Linked DNA regions of Gossypium hirsutum: region 2 is linked to region 1. A link is a contact called in public Hi-C data. All regions are on one chromosome and are shown on one strand. The core of a region is the stretch at or near the end of the contact, and the rest is flanking DNA. Distances in the headings are between cores, read along the strand shown.

The links. Hi-C and Micro-C count contacts between places; a contact is called where the count stands out from the background.
Region 2: a contact with region 1 is called in a Hi-C map of hypocotyl, with 2.2 times the contacts expected there. The contact joins the enhancer-like site here to the promoter of LOC107913819 in region 1. A contact is called at or near these places in 12 of 34 Hi-C or Micro-C datasets (anther, callus, hypocotyl and 3 more).

What each region holds. Positions count from the first base shown.
Region 1 is chrA08:23,061,464-23,067,710 of Gossypium_hirsutum_v2.1, reverse strand. It overlaps LOC107913819 (sodium transporter HKT1), which reads left to right and starts at 3,925. Exons shown (of 3, transcript XM_016842505.2): 1 at 3,925-5,342. The coding sequence starts at 4,111.
Region 2 is chrA08:22,904,090-22,910,336 of Gossypium_hirsutum_v2.1, reverse strand. LOC107897857 (ethanolamine-phosphate cytidylyltransferase) reads right to left here. Exons shown (of 10, transcript XM_041074720.1): 7 at 5,829-5,949; 8 at 5,035-5,100; 9 at 4,828-4,943; 10 at 3,918-4,345. The coding sequence ends at 4,312. Among protein-coding and RNA genes, the nearest start is that of LOC121205547, 7.8 kb to the left of the region's middle. Within about 2 kb of position 3,381, at least 6 of the 9 cell types and tissues checked have an H3K27ac peak or open chromatin away from gene starts, as enhancers often do.

The sequences.
Region 1 (6,247 bases), core at 2,676-5,175:
ACTCGGGTATCTCGCACGCATAGTACCACACCAATGTCATATCCTAGATATGGTCTTATATAGGATCTCGTTTCGATGCCAATAGCCCAACTATGGTCTTAAATGAAGTCTCATATCGATGCCATATCCCAGATATGGTCTTACATGAAATCTCATAATGATGTCATATCCCAGATATGGTCTTACACATAGTCTTGGTAACCTTAATGTCATGACATTTGTATCCTATCTATTCTTAAGGTTCAACCGGAATTTCTCACTTATCAAACTTTTTCGATCATGTTCAAGAGCAAATCACAATTCATACAATATTAAAGTAATTAAAGTATAAATAACAATGCATTATTTACATAAGAACTTACCTCGGTACAAAAATAGTAGGAAATGAACCTAATCGTCAAATACTTTGTTTTTCCCCTGATCTAGGTTTGAACCTCGTTTCTCTTAATCTATAATGACAAATTTAACTCATTTATTAATCACATTACTCAATTCAATCCAAAACTTATATTTTTGCCTCTAAACTTTGACATATTTACATTTTAGCCCTAGGCTTGTAAAATGAAATCTATTCAATTTCATCAAGACCCAAGCCTATCTGAACCTCTTTAATGCTTATAATAGCTCAAATTTTCCATTTAATCACACTTTTATACACATTTTGAAATCTTTTTACAAATTGGTCCTTCTAATATTTTCATCAAAAATCACCTAGTAAAAGTTGTTGATCTAGCATTAAACTTGCATACTCTACCATTAGACATCAAAATACACAAATATCTTACATGGGTCAAACCCTAGACCTCAATGACCTCCCAAATTAATGGTAGAAATAGATAGATTAGGTTACAAGGATTTCAAAATTATAAAAATCATTAAAAACGAGGCAAGAATGGACTTACAATCGAGCTTGAAAAGTGGGAAAACCCTAGATATGTCTCCCTTGAAAATTTCAGCCAAGCATGAATAAGATGGACTAAATTTTGGCTTGATTTTTGGTTTTTAATTCATTTAATTACCAAATGACCAAAATGCCATTTTCTCAAAACACTAAAATTCTCTTACCTCATGTCTATTTTTGTCCAAGTTAAATTAAAATGGTTTAATTATCGTCTAAAGACCTTCAATTTAAAATTTCATAACAATTTGACACCTCTAGCATGTAGAACTCAACTTTTACACTTTTTTTGCTATATTGAGTACTCAAACGTCAAAATTTTCGAACGAAATTTTCATGAAATCATTTTGTAAAATTTTAGACCATTAAAATGTAATAAAAATAAATTTTTCTATGTCGGATCCGTGGTCTCGAAACCACTTGACTAGGCCTAAAATCGGGCTGTTACACACTGAAACTACTATTTTTGATACCATTGAAAAACGAGTTGTTATAGAACCAATTAAAACTCCTTTAACTTTGGGCTTTAACTTGTTTCGTAACTAAGAAACACTTATTTTAGGGTTTTCTCCTTATCAGTACCATTAGAGAATTCTTTATCATTAGAAATTTCTTTACCAACGGTGGGTTCACTTTATGTGTTTAAACCAACCTCCTAAGATCTGCCTTGATTCCCACCCAGAGCCTTAAATCTAGATCCTCCATTTTGTCTACCTTGAATGTCGTTTACCTTAACCCCCAAGCTTCTGCCATTACGCCATTGCCGACATTCAACTAACATCCAAAGTCCGTAGTCCTCCTCTTCAACTCGCTGATTTAGATCTTGAGAACCAAGTTTTTTCGGCATTGCCATATTGATGAGATTATCTTCCATTAGTGAATAGGCACAACCTTTCTAGCTTAAATCAGACCCATATCCATACAGACCACATTTGAAATAGACATAGGGTAACGACTCGTATTCAACCCTCTGAATATGACCATTAATCCTAACTTTAGAGATCAACGACTTTCTTAAATCAACACAAATGGCTAATCTAACGAAATAAGTGTGTTCATCAATCATAACCACCGAACTAATCACTTGTCTAATAACTTGGAGAATACAAGGTGAATAGTAACTTTCAGAAAGTCCCAACAACCAGATCCATACCACTTGGATTCCCCCCTATCCTGAGTCGTCAAAAAATTCGATGTACAAGGACGAATCGTCAGATACTGACCAAATATCACCCAAGGTCCATTTGTTAGCACTTTATTATAGTCATCCTCTTCACTAAATTGAACCAAATAATAATCATTTTCCAAACCCATTAATTGGAATGGAAAATTTGTTTTCCATAGTATTGTGATCCTATTTAGCAGTGCATTGAAGGCAATTTTCCTACCCAAAAGCTTTACATTCTTTATCTAACCTTTTTCGTTACCCTAGCTACAACCGAATTTTAGATATCAGGACTTGTTCCAACTATGAAAATCAGTGAGGGGGCTATTGGCTATAGCACCCAAACATTACTACTGTTGTTAGTTCTTAGTGGCTAGCCCTCCTGAGAGTTCCATAAAGTTAGGGAGGGAAGGCAATAGCCACATAGAGAGTTTAGGGTAGAGTGAGAGGATATTGTTTTTTTTTTCTTTGCTCACAATAAATTCGTATTTGTTCTTGTTTATTAATTGTATAGTTAAAATGAATAAAATCTCTATTATTAATAAAACCTATGTATTTAGTGTCATATTAGTAATTAAAATAACATTAAAGATATTCTTATCCATTCCAAATCTTTTTCCAAACTCGTACTTTTACATATATTATAAATTATAGAAAACAAATATCTTTACTCATCCAACATGTTTTTAAATTAAAAAATATATATATGAATTTTTAATAAAAATAAAACAACATTTTTAAATACCATATGGAGTAAATTTAGTATTTAGTTTTCCGGAGCAGCCTTTACCTCCATGGCGCAGCCCCTAGTCAGAATAATAAATAAAAAGTGATATTATACGGTTGGCTTTTATTATTATTATTATTATTATTATTATTATTATTATTATTATTAAAAAAGAGAGACATACCCCAATGCTCACAAAATTGGAGGAAAGAGTTATTAAAATGATTTTTAATCAAATGGTTATATTCTACTCCTTAGTGTAGATAATGTAATTTATTATAACCGTTGCGCCTGCATAAAATGCTGGCCATATTATTAGAATAATAAAACCAAATTAAATGAAGATCACCGAAAGAAAAAGGTTAAATTCTGTAAGCAGTCCCTATACTGTTATATTTCTTGTGAATTTGATCACTTTACTATAATTTCAACATATTTAGTCCCTCTGCTATTCAACAATCAAAATTTCAATCCTAAACTAAAGACGTTGAGTAACCTAACATGGCACTATTTTAAATAGAGAATTTAAGGTGTTTGACATGGCTTGTACACCTAAGCATGTATTATTGCCACGTATTTCAACCAAAAATAAAAGAAAACGAAAACCCTCATCCTCTAATACTTCTGGGCAGGGAAACAGTAAAGAAATGAAAATGAAATTGTGTTGGAGGTTCGTTGCTTGAAGCTGACCCAAAACATCTAAACGATAGGAAATTATCATAGCAATGAAAGAAGAAAATTTCAACACAAAAAGGAATTGAAGAGAAGCCGAAGTATGGGTTTAGGGGAATATACGCTGAAATCGAGGAAGCATGGATGAAACATTCTTTTCATTTCATATAATATAACCCTCTTTTCTTCATTTTCTTCCCTGTTTTGGGTGATTATACTACGTGGCAATCATAAATACCGACCTGTACACAGAGTACATGACACTCTAAAGCCACTTAATTACAGATAATGCCATGTCATGTTGTTTAACGGTACAAACGGTGAAAGTTCGTAAAGGATTTTCAATTAATACAAGGATTAAAATTGTTCAAACTATAGTGAATGAATCAAATCTGAAAGAACTTACAGGGATTATTTAAAACATTTAACCAATTATATATAGTTAAGTTGATTTGTCACATGTGCAGGGAAATCCCACTAAGTTTTTTTTTTTTTTATTTCTCTTTGAAAATCTCACCAAGGTTTTTTTATTTGTTTCTCTTGGGAAATCCCACTAAGTTGGACAAGAGCTCCTCTCTGCCCCTCTGTATATATACCCCTACTGCTCAAAGGTCAATATGTTATCATACAACTTTCTTCGTAATAAAGATGAGTAACACTATTATCTGCTTCGGTAGAAAATTGGAGCATTTTAGTAGCACTTCACGCTCCAAACTATCATGCTTCAACCAATCCTATCGTGGTTTGATATCCACTTGTTTCCGTTTCTTGGTCTTTAGAGTGAACCCTTTCTGGGTTCAGCTTGCTTATTTCATAGTCCTGTCTTTGGTTGGCTTCGGGGCATTGAAAATGTCAAAGCCAAAATCCGGCTCAGTTAGTCCTAAAAGCATAGACGTGTTCTTCACTTCTGTATCAGCAACAACGGTTTCAAGCATGTCGACTGTAGAAATGGAGGTTTTTTCCAATACCCAACTTATTATTATAACTATTCTGATGCTGGTAGGTGGGGAGGTCTTCACTTCCATGCTTGGACTTCTGTTGGGGAGGTTCAGGTTTGAAACACCTCCAAGTTTCGATGGGGACATTGTAAATTCTATTAGCAATAGGGGCCTCCAATCAGACTACAGCTTGACCTCAAAAAACATTGCCCAGGAAGTGGAGTTGGGTAGGATTACTTTTTCAGCCTTAGCGAATGAGAAACCTATCAATGACTTAGAAAGTAACAAAAACTTGACTTCCGATATTAAGAGTCTCAAGTATAAGGCCACTAGGTGTTTGGGGTATCTGGTTTTCGGGTATCTTTTAGTAGTCCACGCAGTTGGTTCTAGTCTAGTTTCTATGTATGTAAGCCTGGTTTCAAGCGCCAGAAAAACACTGAAAACCAAAGGTATTGATATACGAACATTTTCTTTCTTCACTGTCGTTTCTACGTTCGCAAACTGTGGGTTTGTTCCAACAAATGAAAACATGATAGTCTTCAAGAAGAATTCGGGTCTTCTGTTGCTGCTAATTCCACAAATTCTTATTGGGAACACTCTTTATCCAGCTTGCCTACGAGCCTTGATATGGGTTTTTGACAAAATGACAAAAAAGGTGGAGTTCAGTTACATCCTGAAGAACTGGAAGGAGATGGGTTATAGTCATTTACTGTCAAGCGTTCATTCTTGTTTTCTTGCTGCCACTGTTTTTGGGTTGACATTAGTTCAGTTTATTCTCTTCTGCTCAATGGAATGGAATTCAGAAACCATGGATGGTTTTAGTTCATATCAGAAAGTTGTGGGCTCGCTGTTTCAGGTGGTTAACTCAAGGTATGCTGGTGAATCGGTAGTTGATCTTTCCACCATCTCCTCAGCAATCTTGGTGCTCTTTGTTGTTATGATGTGAGTCTCTCTCTCTCTCTAGTCCGTTTTTATCTCTCTCTCTCTCTTTTTTAATTACTTGGTGTATATTCTTCAACAAAATTCCGTGACAACTCGCTAGCTAACCACATCCACTATGCACCCTTACCCCACATCAACCTCATCTTCATATTCTTCTTATCTAGAGAACATATATATTCCTTTTGATCATTGTTTTTAGGGAATATGTATATTATTACCTTTTGACTACTTTTACCCACTCCCATAATTCTCCCATTTTATCGAAAGGAATTAATGCCTACTCATATTTCTTATTTCAGAAATTTTCCTAATTTTTTTAATTTAAAATTAAAAAGGGTATTTTAATATGCGGGTTCAATATTTGCGGTGACTATGAAACAATTTTAAAATTCATAATAAACATTTACTAAGGATCTACAAAATGTGAAGGATTAATCAATAAGCTCGATCCGATTGATACCTTAAAAAAGCCAAAAAGAATAAATTAAGAAGGGAAGACGATGGATCTTATGATTTGGTAAAAATAAATAGAAGATTTTTTTTTATACTTTTGAAAAAAAAATTATTCTTCAATTTATTGTGCTTCGGTGGTATTTTTAAAATTCATGAGATTAAAATTAAATCTGCCAATATTATTAATTATAAATCAATTTAGAAATTTCCACCTTATTTTAATTTACTATTTTTTGTTTTACTATTAATTTAATTTAATTTTTAAAAACTACAAAAGTAATACTATTTTATATTTACTTATTACATATACAAATAATTATATTATTTATAGAAAAATAGTTGAATTTATATTTTAAAGATATGCGTACATGTTTTGGTGTTTGATGTCATTCCATCCATTTTGGTTGATAATATAGTGAAAACAAATGGGGTTTAGCACTTGCCTCGTTTAA
Region 2 (6,247 bases), core at 2,132-4,631, 160 kb after region 1:
AAAAGAATATAGTATCGTGTAGTTTGGATTCGATGATCGGGTCGGACAAAGAGTATTACAATACCCCTCACCTGTCCCAATGATCAATACGAAGGGGAAAAGCCAACGAAACATGTACGAGTAATAATTTTAAAATTTATTTAAGAGTTATAAGTTTAAAAAATTATACAATCGTTAAAATAAAAATGAGACAATTTGAAAGCTTTGGTAACAATTTAAAATCATTTAGAACCAATTCAGGGTAGATCAGAAGTGATCAGAACTCAAAACGGGCCCTCGGATGGTCAAAACAACTTAAAATGGTGTAGTGTGAATAATATGGTGTACAGGGATGAGATGTCAAAACAAAGGGTGTCATGGCATCATTGGTTGTCTAACAAAATCGTAGTGTGTTGGATGCAAGATCCCAATGCAGAGAGACAAAGTCGTGACGTTGAGAAGCTAAGGTCGCGGCGTCACCTACTGGACTACCAAAGACACTTCAAAATTTTCCAACTCAACACTATTTTATATCAATGGGTTCCAAACCATTTTTAAAACACTCAAATGACTCTTGGCTTTACACTCATTTAGTTAAACATGTAAATCAATTTCAAGTGTCAAAGTATAACTTACAATTTATTCAATTAAATACATTCTTCGTTTAAAACTATCGAACATCATGGGTACAATTTTGTAAATCATTTAAAAACTATTAAGAAAAAATTGAAAATATTATAAAAATTTTAGAAGTTATAGAAAAATATAAAAATTTTATTAAATTTATAAAATACTGTTAATATATTATGGAAAAATATTATAAAAAATTTAGAACTTATAAAAAGATTAAAATATGAAACTATAAAAATAGTGAAAATTATAAAAAAATTATTTTAAAGGTTTGGAGTCTTTGTTTTTTATAATAAGGAAATGGAAAGCTTCAAGTTAATACTGATCAGACTTGTATAAGGTGTCAAATAAGGGGTTTGAGTGAGTGACTATGAATTTATTCATAGTGTTCGATTGCTTAAGTTGAATGATGAGAAATAGTTTTGGTTGAAGAGAGATGAGTGCAAGGAAAGTTGATAAAGATGGCCTGAGGTATGATCTATAGCAATGTGTGAGAGAAAATAAAGGTGTTGTAATTTGTTTATTAATTTTTTAAAATTATTAGAAATTATTAAAATTTTCAAAATTTAAAAATTTTTAAAGAAGTACTAGTTTTATAAATTTTTAATATTTTTATCATTTTATTAATTTTATATAATTTTCTATAACTCTTTTATAATTATTTATGATTCTTTTATGATTTCTAAAAAAAAGTTTAAGTCTTTGTAAAAGAATTAAAAGTTCAATTAAGATTTCAATGTTAAATTCTTTCAATAGCAACCATCACATCATCATATTTTCCATGCCAATTGCTATATCAGTTGTTATGTTAGCTCTTAACGACTTGTCAAAGTTTCGATGGAAAAGTATATTTCAATGTTAAATTGATTATTAACATTCGGTTAAAAGTATAATTGATTTTTTAACATAATTAGACATTTTTGGTACTTAAGCCACAGATTATATATGAAATTAGAGTACTCTTACCACAAGCAAATAACACCAACATAAACATCGAGAATAATATAAAAACATGTCAAAAACTAATTAAGACAATTCCAAAGTAATAAAATAATTAAAAATCATAATATAAAAAAAATAAACGTGCTAATATGTTGGGGATAAATCAGGTTAAACAACGAACAAGTAAAATAATGAAAAAATTGACACAATCGAACACAAATATTTTTCGTAGAAAAATCCCTCGAGAAGGATAAAAAATTACGGACAAAGATAATTTCATTATAATGGAAAACGAAGAGTACAGGAGATGGAGATAAAACTAAACCCCGAAACTCAAAATAAAAACCCTCAAAATTAAATACAAAATTCTCAGAAAGTTTGTAAAAACTAATACTTAATTGTATAATGAGTTATTTTTCTAGGGTGAAAAAGAATATATTGATATACTAAATTTGTAGGTTAAATAATTTTAAAATAACTTACATTAATTAGAGTTTAAATAAAAAAAATCGAAAAATACTTACGAATTTTTAAGCAGATTCTAAGACAATGTATTAAAAGTTAGAAACACCATTGTGGAGGTTTATAGTCAAATTCTAGTGAATAAAGAAAAGTAAGTCAATGATATTTCCTTAAATTGAATAAAACGAAACATAAAGCCATATATTAAAAAATTCTAGGTAATTTATCAAATTTCTTATTATAACCATAAATAAAACAAAATGATGTTTCTAAATATATACATCTCATAAAAGGAAAATAATTGACATAGATCATAAATATATCATCTACTTAGGTTTTTGTTTTTTATTTGATTCAATTCTTCATCTATTATAGTTATAATAGTAAGAAAATTGTAATCTTAAAATCGTTGGACCCATCCAATCAAAATTGAACACACTAAATAATCATTTTAATTTTTAGTATTTGTATTATTTTTAATTTTACCAGCCAGTCTATGTTTCGTGTGTTCAAGACCCAACAAAGTTAATTTCTTTGTTGAAAGACGAAAGAATAAAATTGGTTTGAGTGGGAAGTTGAAGAGAGGGACGTCCACCTAATCATTTATTAGTTTAGTGCTTATAATTTATTTTAGTTTTTTTTTTTTTACTTTTTACAATTTTAAAATTTTAGTTTTGATTAATTATTAAATTGGTTATAAGTCTATATATTCTTCACATTTTCAAAATTTAGTTTTTATAATTTTAATTTTAGGAATTTTATCCTTTTTTTATTTTCAAATTTTAAAATTCAGATCAGGTTATTGACAAAGTTTTTTTTTTTGTTAAATTTGTTATTGTGACATGTTAGAATTAAAGAAACATCACTTAGTAGTTACGTAACTAAAAAGTACATTATAATGAACTTAAATTTAATAAAATAATTTTAACAGCATTAATAGTTAGACATGAATTTTGAAATCTGAAAACTAGAACAATTAACTTCCTCGAAATAAAAGTATAGAAACTAAATTTCAAGTTTTCATTAATTTTTGCTATTTTCAAATTTTAATGTGGCAAGCATATTATCATAAATGTAATTACTCGCAAAAAAATAATTAATAGATTTAATGACTTTACACATAATATAGACTAAATTTGTAACTTTACACATAATATGTGACTAATAGCATAATTTAACCAATTAGATTGAAGTGCCACGTTGGATCAAGACTAAAATTTAAATTTCAAGAAGTATAGGGCCTAAAATTGACTAATTCAGAAAATATAAGACTAAATCCACAACTTAAGCAAAGTACAGGGTCTAATAAGAATTTAACCTAATTTCTCCTATTTGTCGCCGGATTTGCCCTCCGTTATAGAGGACGACGAGTCCTTTCCGGAGAATCAAGAACAAGCTATAGTTCTCTTCATTATGATAGTAATCCTCTGTTGCGTTCCCATTCTATCTTGTTCAAATTCTAACCTTATCTCTAGCTCTCCTTTTCCCCTAATAGTTCATGTTTTTCTTCACCATGTTGTAATAACTGCTGCAGTTTCCGAGTTTCGTGGTTGGATACGATTTCCTCGTTCAGTTTTTGGAATTGAAAATAATGTGGGCAAATGACGTGGATTTAGCTGATATTGATGAGGGCTCCTGCCCAGGAAGCTACCGATTCAATTGATGTACAAGAAAACAACGGCTACTGATTCATCACTCCAATCACATGGTTTTTTTCTGTACTTCCAACGTGAGTCATATTTCCTTTCTTTAACGGTAAAAGAGATTCTGCGTTCGTTCGTGCAAAGCAAAAAGAAAACAGAACCAAATATCAAATCAGGTCACTCTTGATTACATGATTGTTTTCTGTTACGTCTTTTATCGTAAACCACCACTCTGAAACAATCAAAATAATTAGGCAAATATACAGAGTACCTTTGCTTTTGAATTAAAAGCACACAAAAATCATGCGCCCCACCCAAGGGAGGGGTAAAGTAATCAGTGATTACATTGTTTACAAGCATCGTAGTAAACAAATTATTAAAGGGTTCTTCAAAATCTCAGAAAACTGGGGTAAAAAAAATTGGAATAACAAAAATTATATAAATTAAGCGTTGGCTTGGAAGTTTCTGGTATTGATGCCATGCCTTGCACTCTTTCTATCTTCCAATAATACTGTCTGTGTCTTCCACAGGCTGATATAATCATCTACATCAATATGAATTGTTAAGGCAGCATGAAGAGCTGTACCAAACTCGCTAACATTAGAAACCTAAATCAGCTACTCTCCTGCGACATAAGTCTTCTCTTCATAGTATTTCATTTCACTCTGTGCCTTCTTCGCATTGCGTTTCTGCATTGAAATTCAGCAGAAAATTTTGAGGATAGAGATGATATTTAAATATATCCAAGCATTCAGTAAAGGGTTAAACATCTGAAATAACACTATCTTGCAGGACTTAAAATGAAGAAACTAGTAAATGTAGAAAACATCCATGATTCAGGTTACTAGTTAAGACATTTTGATACGCAAATCAGATACAAAGGAACTAGAAAATTACAACTGATCTCTCTTCTAATTGAAAATGACCAACAAAATGCGATTGATGTTAGAAGCACACTCCTTTCAGTGCATGCCTCATGCAAAAAGTTTTTCAACAATATCCATAGCCAAGATATAATCTGTAATCCATAAATTAAATGTCTAGCACGTAATGTTGTTCTGAAAGAATGTGAACAATTGCCGATCAATTTCCACTTCTATTTAAGCATCAAATAATCAAACAAGAATAAAATTTCCCATGCAGTCTAGTGTAAGTAAGTAGTACCACATACGCCTCATGATTGGCAACTATCCTTTGGGATACAGAACTCGTGGTTAAACTTTTTGGGCTTTCAAGCAACCGAAAAATTCCCATGCTCTTCGGAAATGCATATGGATCAGTTTCACCCTGTACAAAGCAAAATCAGCAATTCTTCCAAATCCATAGACACAAGGGGTCATAACAATGAATTAAATCCTAAGAGGGTCTGAAAACTTACAGGCAACAAAGAATTACTCTCTGCAACAGTTCCATGCACAACAATAGAAATGTTGAAGGTCGTAATCTGTTAAAAGAAAGAAATATTATGAGCCATGACAGCTTTCCAATTTTGAAGAGTGAGAGAGCAAATAGCAATGGTGATAGTAGTAGTAGCAGCGGCAGCAGCAATAATGCAATTACCAATAGAATTGCTGTAGAGAGTACAGAAATGCACAACCAGTTAACAACAAACAAAAATGAGTAATTCTTAAAGAAAAGAAATGAAAAGAAAAACATATTTCTTGTATTTTTTCAGGCCTGAGAAGGAGGGGGGATTTCTAAATCCAAGACCTGACTACAGAAACTAGTAACAACTAAATCATCAAGCCGTATGGCACAAGTATTTAATGGATGGACATGCTTTGGCATATAAGGAGGATGTGTCTACTCTTTAAAAGGAACAATATCTTGAATCTAAATTCTTGTTTCTGGATGCATTATTTTGTACAAGATTTGATAAAATGGATAATAAGAATAAGGAATACATGAAAATAAGACTTATTCCCCCTTATCGAACCAAGACCCTTTCCTTTTGCTCACTTCAAATGCTTAAAAATGAAAATAGAGGTCCTCATCACCATGATTAGGTCATGTTAAAACTTACAGCCAACAGACTATAGCTTGTTGCATATTTTTGTGCCACCACCAAGGAAATAACTATGCTAAACCGATACAAATAAATAGATACGTAATCGAAGGGATGTACAATTAATTTATAGACATAGCAATATAAAATTCAAGAGAAAACCACACCATGTCCTTAGTAACTTCCCAAGGAGCACCAATGATAACTTCATCAACATAACGGCAAGCTAACACACTAAGACTGCGCTCATGAACATGCATAACTGGGTAAGGCATCCCCCTGTGCTCTCTGCATGCAAAGTAGACGCATGAGTAATATCTTATATAGAAACTCTTTAGTAACACTACAATTTGTCACACCCACAATGCGGGTGAAAGAAAATATTTTTTGTTAAAATTTATTCAATAATGAATATAGGTCGAGTGGTAATGAACTTGTATTTTAATAGTATTGAACATATGTTCAATCCTTGGATTTGTAATTTATAATTCTTTTATTTGAAGGTAATATAAAAGTATGAAAAGACAAAAAGTGTTATCATAATAATATTAATTATAATTTAAAAGAATAGGTATTTCTGTAATCT